Linked DNA regions of Dromaius novaehollandiae: region 1 is linked to region 2. Evidence: chromatin contacts called from public Hi-C data. All regions are on one chromosome and are shown on one strand. The core of a region is the stretch at or near the end of the contact, and the rest is flanking DNA. Distances in the headings are between cores, read along the strand shown. Region 1 holds the start of TPK1 (thiamin pyrophosphokinase 1). Region 2 overlaps TPK1 (thiamin pyrophosphokinase 1).

Region 1 (5,898 bases), core at 987-3,486, 97 kb before region 2:
AGGGAGAAATAAACACACACAAAGTGAATGAGGAGACAGTTAAGTAAGAGGAGGAAAGCACGGGCCATCACATGGATTTGAAGGCAGCAGCATAGGACTTACCTTTTATCCTGCTCTCCTGATACCACTGCATGGCAGTCCCCACACAGTTGGCTTCTTGGCAGGGAAAGCAGTTTTTTTTCTTTCTTGTGCTGTTTTTTTCTACCTTGTTTAAAGAATGATGCTGAGAAGTTATGCAAGCCCTGCCCTTTGAAATTCAAGTTCTCAGTGGAGAAGGAAGAGAACTTTGAAATACTACAAAAGGGAGACACAAAACATTTTCTGTTTACACTGTGTAAGCAGTGGGAATCTGCTGCTGTCCCTAATCTTTACCTTATGTTTCCAGATAACCTCTTACTTCCCCCACTATGAGGACATGAGTACTTCCGATGCTTCTGAATTTCTTGTAGACTAAAATTGCTTAGAGAGTGTAATCTCTTACAGGTGGCAGGACAGTTTATTTGAAAGATCTAAAGCAAAGACTTACTGCTGACATCTGCTATGCTCAAGGACACACCTATAGTCATTGAAGACTTGTGTCACCATGTAGGCTGAATGTGTTCCACCCCTACCCGAACACTTAAATTTCATCAAAATTTGATGTGATGGTGAATCTCAGCCTAACAGTACAGACTGATTAGAGGGCTGACATGTTGGTTCCACTTTCCTCCCATTTGACTGCAAGTCTTAGTTGTTTAACCTGCTGTCCTTTTCCAAACATCTCTAAAACTGCACCTGCTCCTTCTCATCTTATCCCACCTCAGAGGTGCCTCAGCCTAGGGCGCAAAAGAGAAGGCAACCTCTTGGCTATGGTAAGGGACTCCAAGAGTATGGCCACACAGGACCCTCTCAGTTGCTGGAGTGTAATTCCTGGAAGAGCAAAGAAAAACCAGCAAACTTGAAGATAACAACTGTCACTGTGAGCCCTGAGCCATGTGCCATGCTCCTTTGCTGCCCTCTACTGCAGGGCTCGGTATAATTCCCCTAAATTGGCAAAACCTGGTATTTCACCAGAAAGTCAGGGCTGCCAGCCAAGGTAGGGCTTGAAACCTGAGGAAAACACTGAGAAGTCAAAAGAGGAGGTGCAAGATGATCATGATAGCGTAAGAAATGGTATTTGTTACAGATAACTGTCCCTTGTAGAAATCAAGATAACAGCAAATTGAACACTTTTCTAAAAGGTGGAAACATATTAGAGTCATATTTTTGGGGCCTCAAAATTTGACCTTTGTGTTCCTAGCACAAAATTAAATTTAACAAGTGTTATGTATTTTATGTCTGAAGATCATTCATTTTCTAGTTAAAAGTCCATAAACAGGTGGGAACTATCTACATAGCAAGTTTTGTGACTATATTAATGCAAAATAATTTTAATGGAGCTTTAAACTGTGACTGTAACTTCACACTGTTTTGCTAGGGCATGAAAACTAGAGAGCACATTTGAGTACAAATATGCCGTATGCTGACTTATTTTCACTATTCAGGCTTAGGGGCTGAGGCTTAGGGGTGAAGAAAGTCTAATATGTGAAATAGTAATAAAAAAAGGCAGGCTGTAAGCCTCCAAACTGATGGATTTTTTTATGCAGCAAAAGGTTTTTGAAGACAGCAGTATACAGATTTGCGCATACAAGATGCTGGGGTCTAGCCACAGGATTGCACCTGCAGTTCGAGCTGCAGTTTTTTTCAGTTTCAATGGTTTACTGTAGCCAGGTAAAAGCTATTAAGACTTTCCTTTTGACTGAACTGTTCATTACAGGATCTCAGCCCCAAACGCTTCTAGCACAGACGCCGTGACTCACAAATTTCAGTTTCTTTACTTGGATCGTTCTTTGCTTTACCCAACTCCTCCATGCACTAGCAAACGTTTAATAAAACGGAATTTCTCACCGACTTCTTTTCCCTTCACAAACAACACAACACCACGAGCTTCCTCGCGCTGTAGCTCCTCTTTATTTCCCCCACAGGCAGCCATAACCGGCTTTACGTTTTTTAAACGCCAAGAATCGCTGGGAGGAGGGGTAGGAAACCCTCGCTGCCCCAGCCCCCGAAGTGCCTGGGGGAGCAACACAGCAAGCTGCAACAGCCGCGCACAGGGCCAGCAGCCGCCGCCGGCCAAGCGCGTCCCTCCTCGGGGCTGAGCCCGGCGCAGGAGGCGCCGAGCGCCCCAAGGGCTGCCGCGACGCGTCACCAACCGCCGCGGCAGCGCCACTGCCCCTCCCCCCACCCGCCTTCCCGCTGCTGAATCCACCGCCGAGCAACGGATCGCAGCGGCGATCGATTCCGCCGGCTGCCCGCTCTTCCTGCCCGCACCGCACCGCGCCGCCCCGGCCCGCAGGTACCGCGGCAGCGGTATCGCCCCTCTTCCCCCAGCGCGGCCGCCTCCCCGTCCCCCCGCCGCCTTCGCGAGGGCGGGCGCTCTTGCCGCGGCTTCCCGCAGCCTAATCCACAGCGGCGATGCAGCGGGAGGATGTTGCTTGCCTGCCTGCGCCCCGGGGAGGTGTGGGGGGGAAGGGGGCCGCTGTGATCCCCGGGGGTGGCGCGCAGCCCGCTCCGCACCTGCCTAACGAGCCCTTCTCTCTGTGCCCCCCCTCCTGTTTTGTGTCCCAGGCAGCGCGGTGAGGGGCCATGGAGAGCGTATTTACGCCGCTGGACTGCCTCCTGCCCGCGGGTACGGTACCTCCGCGCGCGCAGCGCTCCCCGCGCGGCGGCGCCAACCGCCAAAACGGCTAACGGCCGCCTGCGGGAGCGGGGTGCGGCGCGCCCTGCCTCGCCTCGCCTCGCCTCGCCTCGCCTCGGCGGGCAGGTAACGCGCCCCCTGAAAGGCGGTGTGAAAGCGGGCACAGCCCAGCTGCGGGAACGCTTCTGGCCTGAGGAAGGCAACACGGCTTACGACCTGGGAAAGTTTAAGCTAAGCTGGGATAACGGATGTGCCTAGGCTTGCCCAATTCCTCCCCCCTGCCTTTTTTTAGGACAAACCATTGTAACTTACCCATTTCAAAAACAGGCCTCAAGAACTGTTTACACAAGGAAGTTGCATTGGCTTAACAATACATGGGTATAGGCTTGGCATTTACTACCTCCCATACTTGACACATGGTAGAAGTTTATTTTGCCAGGTATCATGGTACTGCATGATTGGAAGCAGGATGAGGTGTTTCTGTTGTTGTTCACCCTGACCCAATTGATGTGCAATAACAGGTTCAAGTTTTGTAATTAAACCGTTGTGCTTGTTTTCAAAACACTTAAATGTAAACAAGGTGAACTTCTGCCTGGGTGTTCTGTTTTTGAGGGGCTCCTTGTATCAGCTAAGTAGCAGTACCATTTCTGTAAGCCGGCAACACAGAAGTATGCCACACCCAAGCTGAAACTTTTATATAGCAGTTTACTACCTTTTTAACCCATTCAGGTTTAACTGATATGTTCAGGTAAATTGTTGCAATTTCTTGGGTTATCCAGTAGAGTTTAATTTTTGGCTGGGGAATCTGTGGACTGGTGTTTTTATTTCTTGATGGGTCTTTGAAATACGCTGAGAGCCATGCCTTTCCTCTGTTCTTTGAACCCACCATGTGCATCTGGCTTACCTCTTCAGTTCAGCAAGGCAAAGCTTTTGGTTTTTTAGTTTTTCACGTTCTTGTGTGTTCTATTTTGGTTAACTTTTTTTGAGACCTGAGAGGTAAGCATGATTATGAATGCGTATCACTAATCCCACCATCTGTATATAAGGATAGAACACATGTAATAAACACAGGTTCATGTAAGTAGCTTGTAAACTCTTTGGAATAGGCACCTTTTCACTGTGTTTGTGCAGTATCAAATCCAGTAGGGCACAACTTGCTATTCAGTATGATACCTTTATAGTAGTAAATGTATCTTTCTATAAGGTGATTTTAAAGCTACATAAAAGTTAGTTTGGCATGGTGGCTGAATTCTAACTTGCATTGCTCTTTTCTGCTCTGTTTTAGCACAGCTGCTGTGGTCAGGTGTGTGTTGTTATTTATTTACTAGTAAGAAGAGATCGAGGAAGGGTAGAGTTCAACAAAAATGTACACTTTTAACATTTAGGTACATTTTTACACCTATCAGTTTAATTGAGAACATGTTTAAAATTTTCCCAGCAATTGCGCTTTGCTCTACATTTGAGAAGTTTTTTCATTGATTCAAATCAGAGTCTATTCAAAACTTTAAAAAAAGTAAAGTTGTATGCAGGGTTTTTCTGCTAGAAATACATATTTGGCATTGTATAAGGGTTTTTGTTCGTGTGTTTTGGGGGCTTTTTAAGATGCATCTTTGCTTTGGGTAGAAGGAAGGAATGTGCATAAAGGGGAGATTTTTATTCACTGCAGTGTGATATCTTCTGTGAAACGAGAAATAGCTACTTCAAAAAAAAAAAAAAAAAAAAAGGGCATAATAAAGTGAGTCAAAAAATACCCTAAGAATTTATCCCTTGGGAAGAACAGGTATCATCTGTTCTTCCGTATCCTATATTCTAAGATAGTTGCTTTTTACAGGCATTTGTGTGATAGTAAGGCTACCATATGTCCCCAATTCCCTCGAGATATCTCTCTCCTCCCCCCCACCCCCTTTCTCCTTTCAAGTTGTGTCTGGTTGGAGAAGACTTGGGATCTTTGTCTATGGTTTTCAGATGACCCACAGCTTTGCCGGAGCAGAGGCTTCAGCTGGGTTGCAAGAAGTTTGCTGCTTCCAAACAAATGGCCAGTGCAAGTATACGATTCAACTTGATTATACAGAATAGTGTGCATATGAAATGCACTATGGTACTGCATCTAAAGCCCACATCTGAATCGTTACATGCATCATTAACAGCATTTCAGATTAGTGTAGCCTGCTCAAGGTATGCAAGGCTGAACAGACTTACTTGGCAATTTTGCAGTTTAAAATCTGATAGCCCACTTTTAGAACTCAAAGCTAAGGTTTTCAAAGCTGGGTAGATAAAATGGGGTTCCTGAATTCTTCTTGAAGACATGCCAGTAGTTTTTCCTTTTGTTAGCTTCAGTGGGATATGTATTTAAGCATCTAAATAATGTAATTAGTGTAGAACATGACACATTTTAGAGACTAGATCTGAGGTTACAGAATAAACTCTTGCAAGGACTTTGAATTACTGTGGACCTTCATGGGGGTTCATGCTGTATAGAATATTTCTGATCACTTTCTAAAACCCTGTGCAAAGACAGTGGCAAACTGTAAGAGAGAGTGTGAAAGGCTTACCAGCTATGTGTGGCAGTTATTAGTTACTTTATTTTTCTTTTTTAGGATGTTCAGAAATTACAATGCTGACATTTACAAGAGTAGAATAAATACTTGTGGGTATAGGAACCTAATATTAGATGCCTGATTTTGAATTTCAGGGCCACATGCACCTCTGTAATTTTAATCAGTATAGTTAGAGTGAGTTCTTATTTAGATATCAGATTTTGCATCAACCTATATGGTACCTGATTGAGGCCCGAGTAGTAGAAATTTGAGAACTGCCATGCTAAACTAATACAGTCAGAGCCTCAGAGATTTTGAGTGTTATTCAGTCAAACAGCTGGAGTGCAGTTTAAAATCACTGGGCTACAGACAGAAAGCTGTGCTGTGCACTTCAGAATTGTGTTGATTTGCTTAACCTAGTTTAGAATGGATAATGAGTTAGAATTTAAAAGCAGGATTGAGCTCTAAATTTGAGTACTGAATGCGGAAACAAATACATTTTTATTTCCTCATGAAAGGAAATCGCGGAAGCTCACAGAAGTCCTCAGTGAAGCCCTGTGTGCTGCTGTGCAAAGGGTTGGGCAGAAGCTTTGCATGGCGAGGCTGTGACGCCGTTGTAGAAGGCTGATGATAGATGATGTCACA
Region 2 (5,662 bases), core at 2,800-5,299:
GATTAATTCCATTGCTTTTTGAAAAGGGTTTTACTTAGCTGGAGTTCTGCTTAGTCTAGCTTCATTCAAAAATTATTTTATATATATATATTTTTTTTTTGTCTCAGATGCTTGCCTTAAGTATAATGACTTGGAAGCCATGGTGCAAATTGTATATTTAAAAGCCACAAGAAGTAACATGGTAAAGCTATATATTTAAATCCATAGGAAATAGGGTTGCCCAATACCTATGCTAATAAGAAAAATTTATGTATATAAATGGGCATACAGAGCTGCTTCCACTTTGCTTATTTCTCCTGGCTTCTTCCCTCATTCCCTTTTCTAAGTTCAGCAGTCCTTGAGGGAATTTATTTTGAATGTACCGGCCAACTACTCTGCAGCAGATTTGTGTGTTAATTTCAAATGGTTTTTGAATTTGCTGATAACTTTTTCCTTCTGTGATGGGATTTTCCTTTATTAGTTAATGCTGGCTTTGCTGCATTTGGACTGCATTCTCTGTTGCTGTTTATGGGTAGCAAAGTTACAACCACCATAAATACAAAGAGCATGGAGGAGGTGGAGTAAACAATTTGTTTTCATGTGTTCTGGATTACCACATAACTCACAAATGGCAGAGAAAAGTGGAGTTTAATGGTCACCCTTAAGTTAGGTGAAAAAAAACCTGTGTACTCAGACTTCCTCTCTCTCTGTATTATTGTTATTCTTGGTTCAGACTAAGGATTAAATGATGCCTTTTTATTTATTTGGATGTGATTAGTAGGAGAGGGCTTTAAGTACGTGTTTTCCTTCTGCACTGAGAGTAGCTTGGCAAGAGAGATTCAAGGTGAGCTGAATATTTTAGAGGGTGTGAAGGGAGACATAGAGACATCCCTATGAAAACTAAGTACAATCGGGTTTGCCCTTGAGTACTTTGAGGCTCTCAACACGTTTGCCTTTGAGTGAGGAGGGCATGGGAATTGATGAGTTTAGCTCCTGGTTTATCCAGTCACATGTCCTGCGAGTTTGTCCAAATAACAACATTTATAGCTTAGTTTATCAGAGGAAGTTGCAAATTTTGTTTAATGCTAGATTCTAGTGGCATTTCCCAGACATTTCTGGTTAGCTTTGCAGTGAAAATACACAAAGTATTACCATGTGATAACTCATTCCTCTTTTAGAATGTGATTTTTCTTAACACCAGAATAAAAGGAAAAAGTATTGAAGTAATCCTAATTCAGCCCATATTTGTTCTGAAGAAAACAGGAGACTATAGTGTGACATATGCAAATCTTTGTCAAAAGGGCCTGGTTTAGACTGATTTGACCCCTGTGTATGTATAGTAGGAGGACATGAAGTCTCTCAGGCCAACATTCTGTATTTAAAGAAACTGAGATCCTGTCAAGTAGTGTTTTATTTAAAAGATGTGGTTGTACTAGTGTAAAAATGTATGGTACAAAGCTTTGAAACCCTCAAGAATTTTTACTTAGACATAAGGTACTGCATGCTTTCGTCTCCCAGGCTGCTAGATGCTCATAGAAGTCCACAGGTCACTGAAGTTTATGCTTAAATTCAGGCATATGTGCAAATCCCTCCTGTTCAGTAAACCTTACATACATGTAGGTTTACACCGGGTCAGATTTCATTAGCACTTCAGCATGTGTTTAGTTTCCATAGGGCCCTGGATTCTAATTTGTGCTACCTGGTTTGAAAGCTTAAGGTGCTCCGCACAGGGCACAAGCTGTAAGCAAGCACAACAGAGCAAAGCAAAGCGGTCTGCTACCCGCTCTAGCTACCTGCCAGGTGTCCCCAGGGTAAGTTCTCAGGTGCTTACAGTGTCGGAAAGACAGAATTGGAGTAGTTTGTTTTCTAATCACTTTCAATGTTATATTAACTTACCTTGTTTTAACATTATTTTATTTACGTACCCAAATCTCCTGAACCTGAGGTATAGTGTCATTAGAAAATGGTTTAAAGACTAAAGAGAAGTTTGTCTCAATGTGTAATACCTCAAAAATGCTTGCTCTAAAGCATTGATTTATCTCATTTTTCAACTTCTGGCTCAAGAAGCTATTCATGAAGTCTAGTTATGACACCAAATTTAGCAGTTCTGCAAGAGAAGCATTTGCTTTGCATTATTATTGGGCAAAAGGAGTATATGCTTCCTGGGGAGACCACTGAATGTGTGCAGAACGGTCAGTTGAAATAACTGATAACTTCTGAATAAAAATAAGGTAAAAACTTCATTTAAAAAAAAGATACCATGGATGATACCAAAGAAGAAACTTTGATCTTGATATAGTCAAGGACATAGCGGCTTTTTGATACAGATGATATGCTCTCACAAATACAGTTGATATGAATTTTTTTTTTTTAATATATATTCCGAGATGATTCTGTGAAATCAGAGAAGCTCTGGTTCAGCAGCCTCTTGCCTCTTGTTTGCCCTTCTGAATTTTATTAATGTGGTTTTCAGGCTTGGCAGGTATCTTGGAGAGACATTTTTATACTGTATGGACAATTTGTCTTGAGTATCAGATTCTGAGGATAGCAGTGCCCCCGCAATGTTTGTGCATATCTGCAAAATCTGTTACTTACGGGGAAATCTCATCTTCATGATTGTGAAGAGTAAAGTAGGATACAGATAGATGCTTTCAGCTGAATTCTTTTCTCATTTATTCTAATGAAACACAGCTTAGTATTTTTCCCTGCAGAGCTGCAGAAAAATGGACTTTACAGCTGTCTTCTCGCTATTGGTTTAAATCTTTCCCCTCTGATAAAACTTCTTTGAATTTCAGTGAGATAACAGGTTCCTCAAAACTGAGGGCTAAAGGGATGCATTATGAACAAATGGTGCGTATGTGGCTCTCCATGGTAGAATTTTAAATAGCTTAGTAGCATACGTAGATTCACATCAGCTGAAGCTGAAAATTTTCTGTTCTAATAATAGGGCACCTTGGAAACTTGACACAACTAATTCACCTGAAAACAAAATTTAACACAGCACTGCTCACTTTATTATGGAGTTCCAATCAGGATGGGACATGGGCCAAGCTGCTGTGAGTCATGTTATAGGAACTTAAGTGTCTGTCTTCTGCTTGCAAGACATACTTTTGCTATTCTGGCAATTTTGTTAGAAAAATTTAGCTTTGCCTTTAGGGCTGCTTTGCTCTTTGTTAGCTTAAAACTTAAACTGTTTTTAGTCATTGCAACTAGACAAAAAGGAAGAATGAAAATGTTTTAAAATTGCAAAACTGGCTAAAAAAGTGGTTTAATGTTGCCACACAGTAAATAATTTTTTTTTTTTAAAAAGGTGGAATTTTAACATCCTTTAATACTTGTAGTATAAGTATTTCAAATGTACTGAATATGTTGAGTATTTTGAGCAGTGGTCCTTTCTTTTTCATTGCACACTTTATAGTCGTCTTTTTTTCTGCATTGCGATTGCATTTCTCTGCATTTCCCAACTAACGCCAACATTTTTTTAAAAAATCATGCCTTTTAAAATAAAAATGTTCAATTTGAAAATGGTTTCTGATTTTACTACTAAATTTGTTTGCAAAACAAATTTCCAATAAATTTGTCTATCAAAGGGATATTGTAAGCAGTATGCTCCTGTTTATATATACGGAAGCCCACTGTTTAACTCTAAGGAAAATCAAATTTTAACAGGCCATGCAATTCTGTCATCTTTTTCAAAGATGTGAAGACAGTCAAAATCCAATTTTTAAAAAAAATTTGTGCCTGTTTAGAATATAATCAGTAAGCCAGTGTTACGCTTTATGGGAGGTGAAACCTTTTGCAACCTTTTGCTTGCATGTGGGCTGCAAGATTTTCTTTCCTCTTCTAAAGCTGCTTCACAATACAGGTAGATAAGCTGGTGTCATGTCTCCCCAGAGCCTGGTTCTCAGGCGCTCTTCACTGAGTTTCGGCTTTATTTCTTCCCCAGAAGATGAGTATAGGAAGGAATTGTCCCTTTCCCCAAGCCTAAGCTGCCTGCAGGGTTGCAGCTGTGCATGGTTTGCCTGAGCCTTGCGGCCCTCTACCCGTGGAGCCCGCTCGTGTGTGGCTGCGCGCCTCCCTCCTTTCGGCCAGCCAGAGCTCCCGGGGAATCGCAAACCTGGAAACAGGCCTCTGGGCCTCTCACCTCCGCTGTGGTTAATGGGTCACAGGAGGCTGGCATCAGTCTACAGCAACATACATGAAAAACAAGCAAACAAAAAACCTAGCATTTTTCCTCTGGCTTTTGAGCACTTGCCTGTCAAGATGACTAGACTGTTGCTCTCTAAGGAGGAATCTTCCCCATTCTCCCCACTGCAGTTCCTGACAAGTCCATAATTAAAGATAAAATCACAGCTACTTTAGCTGCACTGTGTTCTATATGTTTTTAAGTAGTAATCTGTTTAAAAGACTTGGAAGTTACAGGGGCTCCAGTTCAAGATCTGGCTCTTGTGTTGCAGGCAAAGCACTCTGGACTTGGAGAATTTCCCTTCATTTAATTTATTGCTAACTAACATAAACTTTTAATTGCTGATTCAAGTATTGAGAAACAAGACACAGACAATTAAACCAACACTGAGGGAAATACCTTTCCTCCCTCTTCCCCAGGCTCAGCTTCAGTCCAGCACCTTTCCTCCCTGCTCCCTAATCTCCACTTCCCTCGTTGCTGCCGTGTGTTATGCTCAGTCCCTCACAATCAGTTTGGTAAGGTGACGGGTGGTACAGGAGGTTGGAGTTGGGGCCTAGTGGTCTCTTTTTGCCCCTCCTTGCTTCTTACTTTTTTCCTCCACTGCTCCTTGCTTCTTATTTGTGCTGCAGTGTGGGTTCCTCCGTGGGCTGCAGTCCCTTCAGGGGTGTCCTGCTCCAGCATGGGCCCTCCACGGGCCACTATCCCTTCAGAGGTGTCCCTGTTCCAATGTGGTTTATCCACAGGCTGCAGTCCCTTCTGGGGTGTCCCTCCCTGACGAGGTCCTAGAGAGGCTGCAGTCCCCTTGGGAGGTATCACTGCTCCAACATGGCTTATCTACAGCTGCAGTCCCCTCAGAAGCATACCTTCTGTGGCATGGAGCTCCTCCTTCCAAGCGTACATCTGCAGCTGTGTCCCCAACAATCATCCTTTGCATATGTCTCCTCCTCTTCCTCAAAAAATGTTCCTCTACATGTTTCTCCGCAGGTGTCTCCTTTTGTGTGTCCTCCTGTGTGTCTACTCACACATCTCCTCTCACGTGTCTCCTCATGTCTTTCCTTTTGTGTCTCCTTTCGTGTTTCCTCATATGCATCCTCACATGTGCCCTCCTGTGCCTCCTGCTGCCTGCAGCTGCCACCCTTTCTTAAATGTGTTTGAGAAGAGGCACCATATGCTTCTCTGACTGTTGGTGCCCGGTGGTTTGTTTTCATCTGTCTCACAGCTGTCTGTAACTGGCACAGGGCAGTTCATGGCCTCCTTGGACACAGGGCACCCCCTGATACCCAAATCTTGCCATTTATGCCCAATACACTCTTGTTTCTGCAAAGAGCCAAGATTTTAGCCTAGAGTTGCGCAGAGAACTGGTTAATTTCGAATCACAGCTGGATATCTTTGCCCAGCTAGTCAACAAAATGAGATGTTGTACATCTATCACGTGGCATAGAGGAACTGAAGGAAATTATAAGGTTCTTCCTCAGAGGTTTTATTTTATTAGATACT

What was found. A called contact is a pair of places that touch in the nucleus more often than the background predicts.
Region 1: a Hi-C map of ovary shows a contact between it and region 2, with 2.6 times the contacts expected there. The contact joins the promoter of TPK1 here to the enhancer-like site in region 2. A contact is called at or near these places in 3 of 4 Hi-C or Micro-C datasets (brain, liver and ovary).

What each region holds. Positions count from the first base shown.
Region 1 is chr2:59,553,573-59,559,470 of bDroNov1.hap1, reverse strand. TPK1 (thiamin pyrophosphokinase 1) reads left to right here and starts at 2,236. Exons shown (of 11, transcript XM_026121431.2): 1 at 2,236-2,374; 2 at 2,647-2,707. The coding sequence starts at 2,665. It overlaps LOC112996104 (a long non-coding RNA gene), which reads right to left and starts at 2,253. Exons shown (of 4, transcript XR_003262349.2): 1 at 1,927-2,253; 2 at 103-294.
Region 2 is chr2:59,458,653-59,464,314 of bDroNov1.hap1, reverse strand. The region is part of intron 4 of TPK1 (thiamin pyrophosphokinase 1); the gene reads left to right. Among named protein-coding and RNA genes, the nearest start is that of TPK1, 96 kb to the left of the region's middle. Within about 2 kb of position 4,049, at least 1 of the 2 cell types and tissues checked has open chromatin away from gene starts, as enhancers often do.